2 separate regions of the Sus scrofa genome follow, and region 2 is linked to region 1. A link is a contact called in public HiChIP or PLAC-seq data. All regions are on one chromosome and are shown on one strand. Each heading gives the region's core, a stretch centred on a gene start, on an enhancer-like site or on the middle of the called end of the contact. The rest is flanking DNA. Distances are from core to core; before and after follow the strand shown.

The links. HiChIP or PLAC-seq counts read pairs in DNA pulled down with a chosen protein or histone mark.
Region 2: an H3K27ac HiChIP or PLAC-seq map of skeletal muscle shows a contact between it and region 1, with 3 times the contacts expected there. The contact joins two enhancer-like sites. A contact is called at or near these places in 2 of 2 datasets of contacts at active chromatin or transcription factors (alveolar macrophages and skeletal muscle).

Annotation. Positions count from the first base shown.
Region 1 is chr1:29,417,091-29,423,989 of Sscrofa11.1, reverse strand. No RefSeq gene overlaps it. Among named protein-coding and RNA genes, the nearest start is that of SGK1, 330 kb to the left of the region's middle. Within about 2 kb of position 5,554, at least 2 of the 83 cell types and tissues checked have an H3K27ac peak or open chromatin away from gene starts, as enhancers often do. A contact at or near this core is called in skeletal muscle, where this site is marked.
Region 2 is chr1:29,698,758-29,704,859 of Sscrofa11.1, reverse strand. It overlaps a transcript of SGK1 not described here. Among named protein-coding and RNA genes, the nearest start is that of SGK1, 46 kb to the left of the region's middle. Within about 2 kb of position 2,814, at least 15 of the 83 cell types and tissues checked have an H3K27ac peak or open chromatin away from gene starts, as enhancers often do. A contact at or near this core is called in skeletal muscle, where this site is marked.

The DNA.
Region 1 (6,899 bases), core at 4,305-6,804:
GTATAATTAGAAGACCAATAGGAAAAATTAAATGCAGTTGTAAAAAATATTTAAGAAAAATCAGGAAAGGGGAACAGAGGAACAAAATATTGAAAAACAAATAGAAAATAAATAATAAAATGACACAACCAATTACAAACATATCAATAAATACACCAATAGTCTAAACACTTTAATTAAAATATCGTCATAGTCATAATGGATTTTAAAAAATGCCCCCAGTACATGCTACTTACAGGAGTAGCACTTGATTTATTTATTTATTTATTTGTCTTTTTAGGGGTTCACCCATGGCATATGGAAGTTCCCGGGCTAGGGGTTAAATCAGAGCTGTAGCTGCCGGCCTACACCATAGCCACAGAAATGCAGCATCCTAGCTGCATCTGTGATCTACACCACAGCTCACAGCAACACTGGATACTTAACCCACTGAGTGAGGCCAGGGATCAAACCCAAGTCCTCATAGATAGTAGTGGGGTTCAGTACCGCTGAGCCACAACCAGAACCCCCAGGAGCTGCACTTTGAATGTAAAGATGGAACAGACTGAAAGCAAATGGATGAACAAAGATGTACCATGAAAACAGAGATACAGGAAGGCTGGAGTGGCTATATTAAAAGAAGATTTAAAAGAAGATTTAAAGGTACAAATATCACCAAACTTAAAGATGGACATTTCTTAATGATAAATAGGACAATTTGTCAGAAAGACGTAGCAGTAATAAGTGTTTATGTGCCTAATATTGAAATTTCAAAATATGGGTGATTCTCATTAAGTATATAAGGAAGAAATAATACCAACCTAAACAAATTTCTTTAGAAAGCAGAAGAAGAGGGAATATTCAAGATTTAACAAAGTTAGCATTATCTTGCTACCAAAACACAAGACATCACAAGAAAAGATATCAAATTGATAGACCACAAGAACATGAATGGTAAATTCTTGAATATAATTTTGGTAAATTGAATTCTTCAATATGTAAAAATAATACTTTATAGCAAGTGGAGTTTAACATTCGAAAATAAGTCAATGTATGTTACCATTAATAGAACAAAATGAAAAAAGCATATGATTATTTCAATATTGATGTAAAAATCACTTCATAAAATTTCAACAACTCTTTATGATAAAAACTCAGCAAATTAGTGAGAAAAGTTGATCTTTCAAAATCGGATTTCAGAACATCAACAAATGCTTACAAATAACATCATATTCAATGCTGAAATATGCTTTCTCTTAAGATAAAAAAAAACAAGGCAAGGATATTCACTTTTACTGTGTCTATTCAGCATTTCACTGGACTCTTTACCAATGCGAAGGCAAGAAAAAAATAATAAAAGGCACTTAGTTAGCAATGAGATCCTGTTGTGTAGCACTGGGAAGTATGTCTGGTCACTTATGATGGAGCATGATGTGAGAAAAAAGAACATATACATGTATGCGTAACTGGCTCACCATCCTGTACAGTAGAAAATTGACAGAACACTGTAAACCAGGTATAATGGAAAAAAAAAATAAAAAGCACTATATATAAAAATAAATAAATAATAAATAAATAAAAAAATAAAAGGCACATAGCAAAATTCTCTTTATGTATAAAATGACTGTAAACATAGAGAATTCTAAATAGTCCATAAAAAATTACTAGAAGTAGTATAACAAGAAGGCAAGATTCAAGGTTAGTAAACCAAATCAACTATACTTCTATATACTAATAATGAACAATTGGAAAAAAATATTAACTGTTTTACCTATAAATAGCATAGGAATACTGGGGGGATTCAAATTTATTTAAAGGTGAATGAGACTTCTATACTCAAAATTATAAAAATTTGCTAAGAGAAATAAAAGCAGATCTAAATAAATGAAGAGGTACACCTGTTCATGAATTTGAAGATTCAATATTGTTAAGATGGCAATTCACTGGGAGTCCCCTTTGCATCTTAGCAGTTAAAGAACCCGACTAGGATCCATGAGGATGTGTGTTCGATCCTGGCCTCGCTCAGTGGGCTAAAGATCTGGCATTGCCATGAGCTGTGGTGTCGGTCGCAGCTGTGGCTTGGATTCCAAGTGTCTTTGGCTGTGGTGTAGGCCAGCAGCTGTAACTTTGATTTGCCCCCTAGCCTGCATACTTCCATATGCTGTGGTGTGACCCTAAAAAGCCAAAAAGAAAAAAAAATGATGGCAATTCACCATTAATTGATCTATACACTCAATGCAATATCAATTAAAATTCTAAAACTCTTGCCTAAAGAAATTGATAATCTGCTTTTGAAATTTACAAGCAAAGGCATAGAATGGCAGTAATAATTTTGAAAATGAAGAACAAAGTTGGAGGACTTGCACTACCCAATTTCAAAATTTATTACAAAGCTACAATCTTCAAGACGTTATGGTAATGGATAAAGATAGACAATTAGATCAATAAAATTTAATACAGATATAGATCCATACTTACACCATCAGTATAGGTTTTTTAAAAATGTGCCAAGGTAATTCAATATGGGAAGGATAGTCTTTTAAAATGATGCACTGAAATAATTGTATATCTGTATGGATTTTTAAAAAATAACCTTGGAGTTCTCCTGTATCTCAGTGGGTTAAGCATCTGGTGTTGTCACTGCAGTGGCTTGGGTCACTGATGTGGCACACGTTCGATCCCTGACCTAGGAACTTCCACATGGAGTGGGCATGTCCAAAAAAAAAAAAATAATTAAAGGTAAAAAAATTAACCTTGACCCTCACCATGTATCACAAGCAAAAATTCACAGATAAATGTACAGGAGAAAAATTCTGTGATTTGATCAAAGATTAATCCAAAGGGCACAGAAAGCACTGATGATAAAAGACAATATTGCTAAAGGACATTAGCAAAATTAAAAACTTAGGTTCTTAGATACACAGACTGAAAGAAATAAAAAGGCAAGCTGTAAATTGAGAGAAAATACTTGTAAAGCATATGTCTGTCAAAGGACTTGTGTCCAGAATCTATAAAGAATTCTTACAATCCTATATAAGCAGACAAACACAATAAAAAAATTTGGCAAAAGATTTGAACAAATTCTTCACACAAGGAGATATACAGATGGCAAATAAACATATAAAAGTATACTCAATATCTCTAGTCATCAGAAGAATGCAAACTAAAACCACAAAGAGATCCTATTACATACTCACTAAAATGGCCAAAATTAAAAGCATTGACAATATCAGGTGCCAATGAAAAATGTGGAGCAACTGGACTTTCATATAGTATTAGTGGACCAAACTATTATGGTCCCTTTGGAAAACAGTATGGCAGTGTCAAGTTTAAACGTACTTTTATCATCCAACTCAGCAATCCCATTTCTATATATTGAAGTGAGAAATTAAATAGATATCCACATAGAGACTTTTATATGAATGTTATAGCAGCATTATTCATAAACAATAAAAGTAGAAACAACTGAATGTCTATCAGTTGGTGAATTCATACTGTGAAATACCAGAAGCATCATCATGGAACACAATATACAGAGCATAAATAAACCTAAAAACAGTCTAAAGGAAATAAGTCAAACCAAAAGACTATTTATAGTATTACTTTTTTTACATTAAACTCTTAAAAAGGCAAAGACCTAGTGTCAGAATGAACAGTGATCTCTGGGATCAGAGATTTAAGGAAGACATTAACTGCAAAGACATTAGGTTGTGTCTATTGGCTTGACACCCATCATGAGGTGAATCCAGTTTTCAGGTAAAACTCACAAAAAAAAAAAAGCCTATGAGGTTCATAGTATATATAGAAAAATCATTGTGGTCCAGAGAAGTTAAGTGCCCAAGGGCACACTGCTAGGATCAAAGTTAGACTAGAACCCAGTCCAGTTCTGGATTCTTGCCATTTTATCCATCTTAGGTAATGCTACAGAGAAACAGCTCTACCATCACTACCACCCATCCCAAACTTCATGGACTTGTCTCTTTTTTGTTTCTTTCAGTTACCATGTTATTTTTTAATTCATTAATCCTTTAAGTCATTAAACCAGGATTTACTGAAGTGAGCACCTCCCTGTGCCCGGAATATATTAGGTGCGTACCGGGAAGGAGTTCAAAGTCTAGTGTGGAGACAGAAAAGTGAACAGATTCTGATAGTTGCCAGGATACAGGGAAGTAGAGTGTGAGATGGGAGTGAGCCCCAGAAGAGACATCTAAAACAGATTCTGGCACCAGGAGGAGGCTGGAGCAGGTGAACTTTTGAAAGAGATGAGGTCTGCACCCAGCCAGCCAAGTGAAATAGCAGGGGAGATGATCCTGCGGAAGAAGCAGCTAGAGCACAGACATGGCATCACGAGATGTGCAGCCTTCTCTGGAACTGCATGGAAATTTGTTCAATAGGTAGGTTGAGTGGTGAAGGGGAGACTTGCGAGTTAAATAGGGGTCAACTCATAAAAGGCTCTATATGCTTGGTGAAGGCCTTTGAATTTTATGCTGAGGCAAAGGCAGGGCATTCAAGGATTTTAAGCTCCTTAAGCAAAAGGATTTTGTGTTTTGGAAAGATCCTGATAGCTAGATTAGGAAGAAAGGAAGAGTCAAGCTACTGTTGCTATTACGCTGGCACAACATAATGTGTCAGACAGCTGCAGTGAAGAAAGATGAGAGGGAGCGATGAAGAGGACTGGTTGGTTTACCCTCCCACCTCCCAACCAGTCAGGAGGTTTCTTTCTCTTATCCCCCTCTTCTCTTTAAAAGAAGAAAGTATAAAGCATTGGTGGGTCCCAGGCTTGGACCTAAGTAGCTGGTAGCGATGCTTACTGAGATGAGCATGCCAGAGGGCCAAGGCGTGTGATGCTCCTTCCTTGATGGAACCTCAAGCAACTCTTCCTAACAACCACATGGTACTGGATAGTTATCTACATTGTTCTTTCACATGCAGTTTGGTTATTCTTCAACAGAAATATATATATATATGTATACTCTTTTCTAGTTCTTTGATCATAGCATTATTCACCCATTAATAACCTCTGATATGAATTTGCAAATAAAGTCCACTAGCCAGATGGGATTTATTGATTCTCTAACCAGGAAAACATGCATGCACAAAAAGCCCTGCCCTTTCTTTTCTTCTTCTTTCCTTTTTTTTCTTCCCTCTGTCTTTTTCTTTCCTTCCTCCATTTCTTCTCTATTCTTCCATTTCTCTCTCTTGCTCTCACTCTCTCTCTTTCTTTGTTAATCCGAGAGAAACATTTTCTCCAAACTCAAACTGATTTCTCTTATTGGTTCTAGCACAAACATTTGCATCTGTAAAATCTGGAGTTGGATAGAAATGTGATACTGAGTTTGACATTTCTATGGAACGTTCCATCAAATATCCCCTTCTTACCATCCCCTTGCTCTTCCCATGACCCATGGTTTAGCCTCTGCAAGATGGATTACATTCTTTCTTCCAGCTGGCATGAAGATACCACCTCATGGGAAGAAGTTTAAAAATAATTGTAAGCTCATTAAATGTAGCAGTATCTGGGTGAGAGGGAGGATACAGCATGAGGGGAGAGTGGACACAGGAGATGGGAGAGGGCACATGTTTCCATTTATAAGCAAGAGCTTTAAAACTGTGCCAAGCAAAGCTGCTGGGGGACCAAGGCAGAGTAAGAACGTGAGCACAAATCACCACATCTGACTATGACAAAATACTTTGGCTGAAGCAGTAAAAAGACTTTAAGGTAACTTTTTGGGAACTTTCAATCATTGTTCCATTGCCATCAACACATGATATACAAGGCTGATGAAAAGAACAGTACACTGGGAAGCCAGCCACAAACTCAAATTATGGGTTTTCCATAGACTTGTTATAAGAATTAAAAAGACTTTTCATGGATTTGGGCTTCAATATCCTGACCCATCAACAAATAAAACAATAACTGCTACCTCAAAAGACTTTATAAAAATATACTGAGATAACCTTTGTGGAAATTTTTCCACTATAAATTTCATTTAGTATTGCTGAAACTGCACAACTCAGATTGGAACTTGAACCCATGAGCTGGGACTCTAATGCAGCCAAAATCCATGTTGGGACTTGAATCCACTGTCTTAATTAATGTCATTCTCTTAAAAGTTGTCCCCTGCCCCCTTCCCTCCTGTTCATTAGCAATTATTATTATTATGGAGAGAAAAAAATTTTCAGAGTTAGAGAGTATTTACTTTTTAAAAAAGCAAGGCATAAGAAAAAATAATTCATGGGGAAAATATTTTTTTATAAAATTCTGATCTCCTTCTAAAACTTTAGATTAAAATAATGAGCATTTTAATCTTTAGTGGAGACCATTACGACAATAAAAACAATTTCTTCCCATGTAGACTATTTTTGTTTTGACTCTTGAATAAGCATCACATGGGAATATCAGTTAAAGGGATAAAAGCTGAAATGATGAAAATAAATTTTAGCTTCTTAAAAATATCACAAAAATCATTTTTGCTGTAAAATAAACTTTTTGGCAGATACAATGGTATTGGACCTTCACTGTGATGAAATTACATCAAGCATTTTAATTAATTTTTGGTTTTCTTAGAATTTGGCTTTATTTTTATAGCATGTATTCAACTGCTGAATGCAACATTATCTAATTTTGTTTCAGCTTCTGTAACTCATAAGCAAAGGTCATGATGTACTTGCAACTTTATATAAATTGAGACATAGAAGATCATTAGGAATCAAGATCTTTTCATACTTTCATCACCAAATAGGAGCTCTAGCTACATTCTGGTAGTGAATTTGGACAACTTTCAAGTTTCAGGTTTTGCTAAAAAGGGCTATTAAACAAACCAAAACCTTCTAAATAAATGTAGTACATCCCAGAACATTTCCCCCAGGCAGGCAAATCTGGTTCATTGGGGATAATGACTTATCGGTAGCAAGTGAAC
Region 2 (6,102 bases), core at 1,565-4,064, 280 kb before region 1:
GGGTTAAAGATCCTATATTACTGTGAGCTGTGGTGTAGGTCGAAGACTTGGCTCAGATCCTGCATTGCTGTGTCTGTGGCATGGGCCAGCTGTAGCTCTGATTTGACCCTTACCCTGGAATCTCCATATGCCACAGGTGTGGCTCTAAAAGCCCACCCCCCCAAAAAAAATACAAAATAAAATAAATTTTAAAAAAAGAAACACAACTTTAAAATGCAGAAAGTTTAGGTCTGCCTTGACTTGGAGGCCAGATGCTCAGTGACAACAGAGGGCCACATGTATGTAAAGCTCCTTAGTTGGTATTATCTGATTAGTCCATTAGTTTCTGACTTTTCTGTGTGCATTGCAATACAGAGTGAAAGGGTTGTAGTACTGGCAGGTTTGTCCCAAAATAGATTATGAATCAGGTATGAAGGGGAGATTCCAGGAACTAGAATTGAAGAGTGAAGAAGTTGAAACAAATTTACCTATGACTCAGTTCCAACTCATTTTACATACTATTGGGTACTTTCTCTTCCTATAATAGTTTCTACGCTTCGTCCCCAGAGTTTGTTGTTTCTTTTCAATAGCACTAGATAAGTGATTTTTAAAAAAATCACTGAGAAATGACTATTTTGGGGTAGCTTGCCAACAACTCAAATATCTGAAATAGTCATAATCTAAATATTGAATGTTAAAGGTTGTTTAAGACAATTATACAAATTGCAGAATGGAATTTTTTTTTTTTTTTTGGCCTTTTTAGGGCTGCACCCGAAGCACATGGAGGTTCCCAGGCTAGGGGTCCAATTGGAGCTGTAGCTGCCGGCCTTTGCCAAAATCACTGCAATGCTGGATCCGAGCTGTGTCTGCCAGCTCCACCACAGCTCACGGCAACAATGGATCCTTAACCCACTGAGCAAGGCCAGAGATTGAACTGACATCCTCATGGATACTAGTCAGGTTCTTTAATCACTGAGCCATGATGGGAAGTCCTGGAATGGTCTACTACCTTTTGCCTTCAGTTTTTCCTTTCCAAAAATTTAGAGGATATTGACTCCCAAGTGCTAATGGGATTCAGGTAAAGGCTGCTGCTGCTATTTTCAGTTTCCCTACCTCCCACATTACAGTTGAACAACAAACACCCACAACAGGCATCTCCAGAGATGCTGTTATATTATTTATTTATTTATTTATTTATTTATTTTGCTATACTATTTATAAATAAAATCATTGTTGAGTGACTGCATTCCACTGGTGGAATTCATTTTCATTGGCCTTATTTTTTGTAAAATAAGCTCAATTCCAGTTATATACACACTTACTCGTTACAAAGTTTTTTGTTTTTTAATATTTTGTTTCCGACTAACTTTAGTTTTTTTTTTAATGTCCTATTGCATAGTCTGAATCTACTGAAACTGCTTGCCACCAAAATAGTTTCTTCTCTCAAGCAAAGGTATAATGAAGGGAGTAAATAAGTTACTTGTTTGCAATCCCAGAGAATCTAAGAGAATAAACTTGCCATTGAGAATAATATACTGTACATAATTCATGTAACTCACAAAATTTTGTACCTGTAAATGTGTGAGTAGAAATCTCCCTAATGCGAAGGCTCCCTCCGTTTATGTGACTTAATTATTCTTTATATAGAGTGTAATTGTTCTGGAATCCAGAAAAATTTAAAAGGATTTTCTGTATCTCTGGAAAAGGATTGCCTTCCAGCTGGAAGGATAATCTTTCTTCCATTCTCCCACCTTTTGCATAGAAAAGTAAATAACCAACTTCCTGCCTAAGCACACCTGGATTATTGCTCATGAGAGCAACAAATGGATTGATTCAAGAATTAGGAAAGTGATCATAAGGTCTTAGAGAATCATTGACTTTAGAAGTCAGAAGGATCTTGGAAAACTGGTTTAACTCCTTCGTAAATGACAAGAATTAGATATGAAAACTGCTTTTGAGATGCCTATTAGCTTCAGGAGTGAGGTAAGTTACTTTTCAGCCTTAATTACACCAACTGCTACATAAAAAAAGGGGGATTCTGGCAACTGCTTCCCACATGACAGAAATCCAGATCAGCCCTAAAATTGAAGAAGTAGGAACGAAAGTCAAATGAACGGACATAGAAACACTTTTAAAATTAGGACTGAAGATATCAGTTCTCTCACATGATTCCCAAAGTCAGTCAGTTTTTTTTTTTTAATTCCCTCAAAACTTTTATGCATCAAAAGATGATCCTGAGATACTAGCATGGAAATAATTAGTAGTTTTAATTAGTACAACTGGGAAATAAGGTAGACCAGCCTTAATAAGGGTCTTCAACATGGAGCACATTAAAGTAAATTTTTTTTCCTAATATCAAAGTACATCTTACTGACGAACATACAAAATGAGTTATTTTGCAAACTGGAAAGAGTATAATTGAATTCAGAACAAGTTCGATGTATTAAGAAAGGAGATGCCTTGGAACGCTGGGACCTGGGAATTAGATTGTCTAAGATACTCACGGATACATTTCTAGAACACACCAGCCATACAGCGGGGCTTTTTTTAGACTGCTTAAACTTTAGTTTATTTTAACGCTGCCCAATGCCTATTTTGAGGGTCATAATGGAAAGTAAAAACTATCCCATATACATTAGGAGCATATGCCAAACAACAGATCTGAATATAGTCTAAAAGCTGAACACATACTTGGCAAGAAGACAGCTGTGGTCACTTTACCCCAGCTCGACAGTAGCAAGCACATCTGGAATCCTAATGATCCCAGGAGCTTTGGGGCCTCTGGAGGACAGCCATCTGGTGCAAAGGAAATCTGGACCAAGTGTCCCACCCGACAGAAAGAGCCTCATTGTGCTGCTGTGAAAAGCAATGCACCCTCCTTCCCTCTGATAACACATGAGCTTTTCAACCAGCCAGTGAGCCAGAGAAATATACGTGCTCCGAATTGGATCTAAAACCGCAAGAGCGCGGCAGATAAGAAATAAGGAATAGAGCCGTGAAGTAAATCCCTTTTAAAAAGGACGTCAGCAGATTCTGTTAGCTTTATCTAATCTTTTAGTAGTTCCTTTTGATCATGTCAGTTTATGGGCTTCTTCAAGCCTCTGTTCTTTATATGTAAACTGAAAGGGTTGGGCTGTATGAATTTTATGGCCCCTTCTAATCTCAACATCCCATCAGTTTGTGATTTTACAGAATGGTTCTGGGCACAGAGAGAAAGGACTACTGTGGAAGAAGGAATGGCAGCAAACATGAAGCTGTTCTGACATAGCTTGTTGCCTGATGGCACCAGATCGCTGTGACAAAAGGTTACACGCACAAACGCCCTCTCAAATGATGGTACCCGTGTTTCACAATCCTGCCAGTGTCGCCTCTGCTCTAAACTGTCTACAAACCCTGCCCAGCTTGTGGGGTCCGCCCCACATTAAACACATGGTGGGAATCTCTGGTCGATGGAGAGAGGATGCTGCTTCAGAAGCAGGTGAAGAAGGGTCTTCACCATGCAGAAAAGCCTGGAGGGCATGGGAAGGAGAAGGGCATGGCCATGAAAGTGAGGAAGGAGATGGGGGCTGAGAGCCTTAGTCAAGAGGATACAGCAGAGTATACAAACTTGGAGAAGGAGAAGTTGAGGCTACTCCTAAAACCCAACAGACAAACATGCCTGTAAGTTGATGTGGAGTAGAAGGACAGAGGTAAGAGTTGGAAGAGCGACATTGTACGTTGGCTAAATATGGCTCTGAATCCTGGTTCCACCACTTCATATCCTGTATATCCTTGGACTTGTTACATAATGTTGTTCTCCTCATCAACAAAGTGAAAGTAATGACCCTTCTTGCTCATAGAGCATGTAATGAATAAATGAGATAACACGCCAGTGTTAAAGATCCTTATAGCTGCACAGTGGACATTCACAAAGCATGTATTAGCCATCATTACTTCCACCATTACTGTTATTAGCGGAATCATGAGTGTGAATAGTGTATTTGCCCAGAGTGATTGCTTGTGACAGAGTAGGGAAGAAAATCATTGCATCAGCCACCAAAGTGATGAAAGAATGGGGAAAAGTATCTTAGAGGTTAGGAGGTGATGACAGTAAAGGCTGTGGTTGAGTCAAGATGGTAAAATTCTCAGAGAGTGTCAGGCAAGCTCTTGGCCTGCAGGGAGAGAAGCCTGAAGAGACCATTTCTTCTGTGGGGTGCTGGGCAAACTGTCATTTTTAGTAAGAAGCCAAGTCTCAAGTAAGGCAGCACTTTCCTAAAGATATTTCTTTTCATTCTTTCTTTCTTTTTTTCTTTTTTTTGGCTGCGTCCCTAGCCTGTGGAAATTCCCAGGCCAGGGATCGAACCTGAGCCATAGCAGTGACCTGAGCCACAGTAGTGGCCATGCCAGATCCTTAACCCACTGTGCCACAAGGGAACTCCCTAAAGATATATATATATATATATATATATATATTTTTTTTTTTTTTTTTTTTTTTTCTTTTAAGGGCTGCACCCATGGCATATGGAAGTTCCCAGGCTTGGGGTCAAATTGGAGCTGCAGTTGTGGCCTATGCCACAGCCACAGCAATGTGGGATTTGAGCCCTGTCTGCAACCTACACCAAACCTCACAGCAATGCCAGATCCCTGACCCACTGAGCAAGGCCAGGGATCAAACCCGCAACCTCTGGATACTAGTCAGGGTCATTACCACTGAGCCACAATGGGAACGCCAAGGTATTTCTTTATAGGATGTTTTTGGTTCAAGGTATCTGGGTAAAGCTGAGGCTCTTCGCTGCAGGGAATTCACAGAGTATGTTGCCCAGATGGAGATGCTGAGAAATCTAACCTGGCTATTGTCAAACCGCAGTTGGCCGACAAAGCCTGTTTAATATAGGGCACGTATTGCCAACGTGCATAACCAAGTGAGAGGGCAGAGGGAGGGTTTTGAGGAAAAGTTGAGTCAAGGTAGTAACATTTACTGACTACAGTCCCAGAGGATGCTGTGTCCCAGGGAAAGCAAGGGGTTAATGGTGTCACCAAGTGAGATAAACAACAGACCAGAGATGAGTGGGATGAAAGTGTGACAGGGGTCGAGCGAGCTGGAGTGCCTGCTGTGATGCTGGGGCTCGGGCAGCCCTGAGCGGAGTCAGGATGGATGGCTGACCTAGATGTCTTTCCGACTCAATGTTGAAATGCAACTTTGAAATAAGGAATAAGAGTGACAGAGATAGGTGGTTTGGGCCAGTGGTAGAGCTATTTTGAACCAGTGACATGTATCCAATGTTGCTTTATACCTCTTCCAACATTTAGATTTTTTTTTATCTTCAAAACGGCCATCTGTCCTTGAGTATGAACTAGATTACAGAGTGACAGTTTGAATAGGTATTTCAACTAGGGATTTGAAAAGCAAAAGAACAAAAAAAGATTCTTAAAAAGATTCTCAAGTCTTCCAAATAAAAAATACTTAAACGTGTCATTATTGATATATTTCCCTGTTTGGTATTTGGCTTCTGGTATAGGAAATGTAGAATCAATAACAATGGATCACAGTATGAGAATGATAAAGAATACATGGCATCTTTTGGGTTGTGGGATGGAAATCCTGTGAAATTAGATTGTTATGATCATTATACAACTACAGAGGTGATAAATTCATTTGAGTAATAAAAAAAAAGCAAACTACTTCTTCAAAAAAAAGATACATGGCATCTTTAGTATACTAATGATTAAGTTTTATTTCTGAATCGTCTGAATGGAGGCACATTAAAAGTAAATTACAAAAGTGTCATTGGGGAAATTCATTATAGCCAAGTTATGGCCTTGTTATTTTTCATTCTATGTACAGTAATGAAAGTATTACCATTGAAGAAATTAAATTGCTTGTGGTTTTCTAATCTATATTATTCATTAACCCTGCACAAAGAAATCCTTTGGCTTATTCGCAGAAAGCATAAGATGCTGCTCATCAATATGTAGATAATTATTATTTATGTTGAAAAACACTGTTGTCTTTTTTTCTTCATGGGTGAAAAAAAATTGTTTTGGTGAGATTAAAGTTTAAAATAATAAAATTGAGTGAGAAAACTAAACAACAATAAAAAAAAAAACCTCTAGGAGTTGTAGTTTTACTTATGTTTTAGGCCC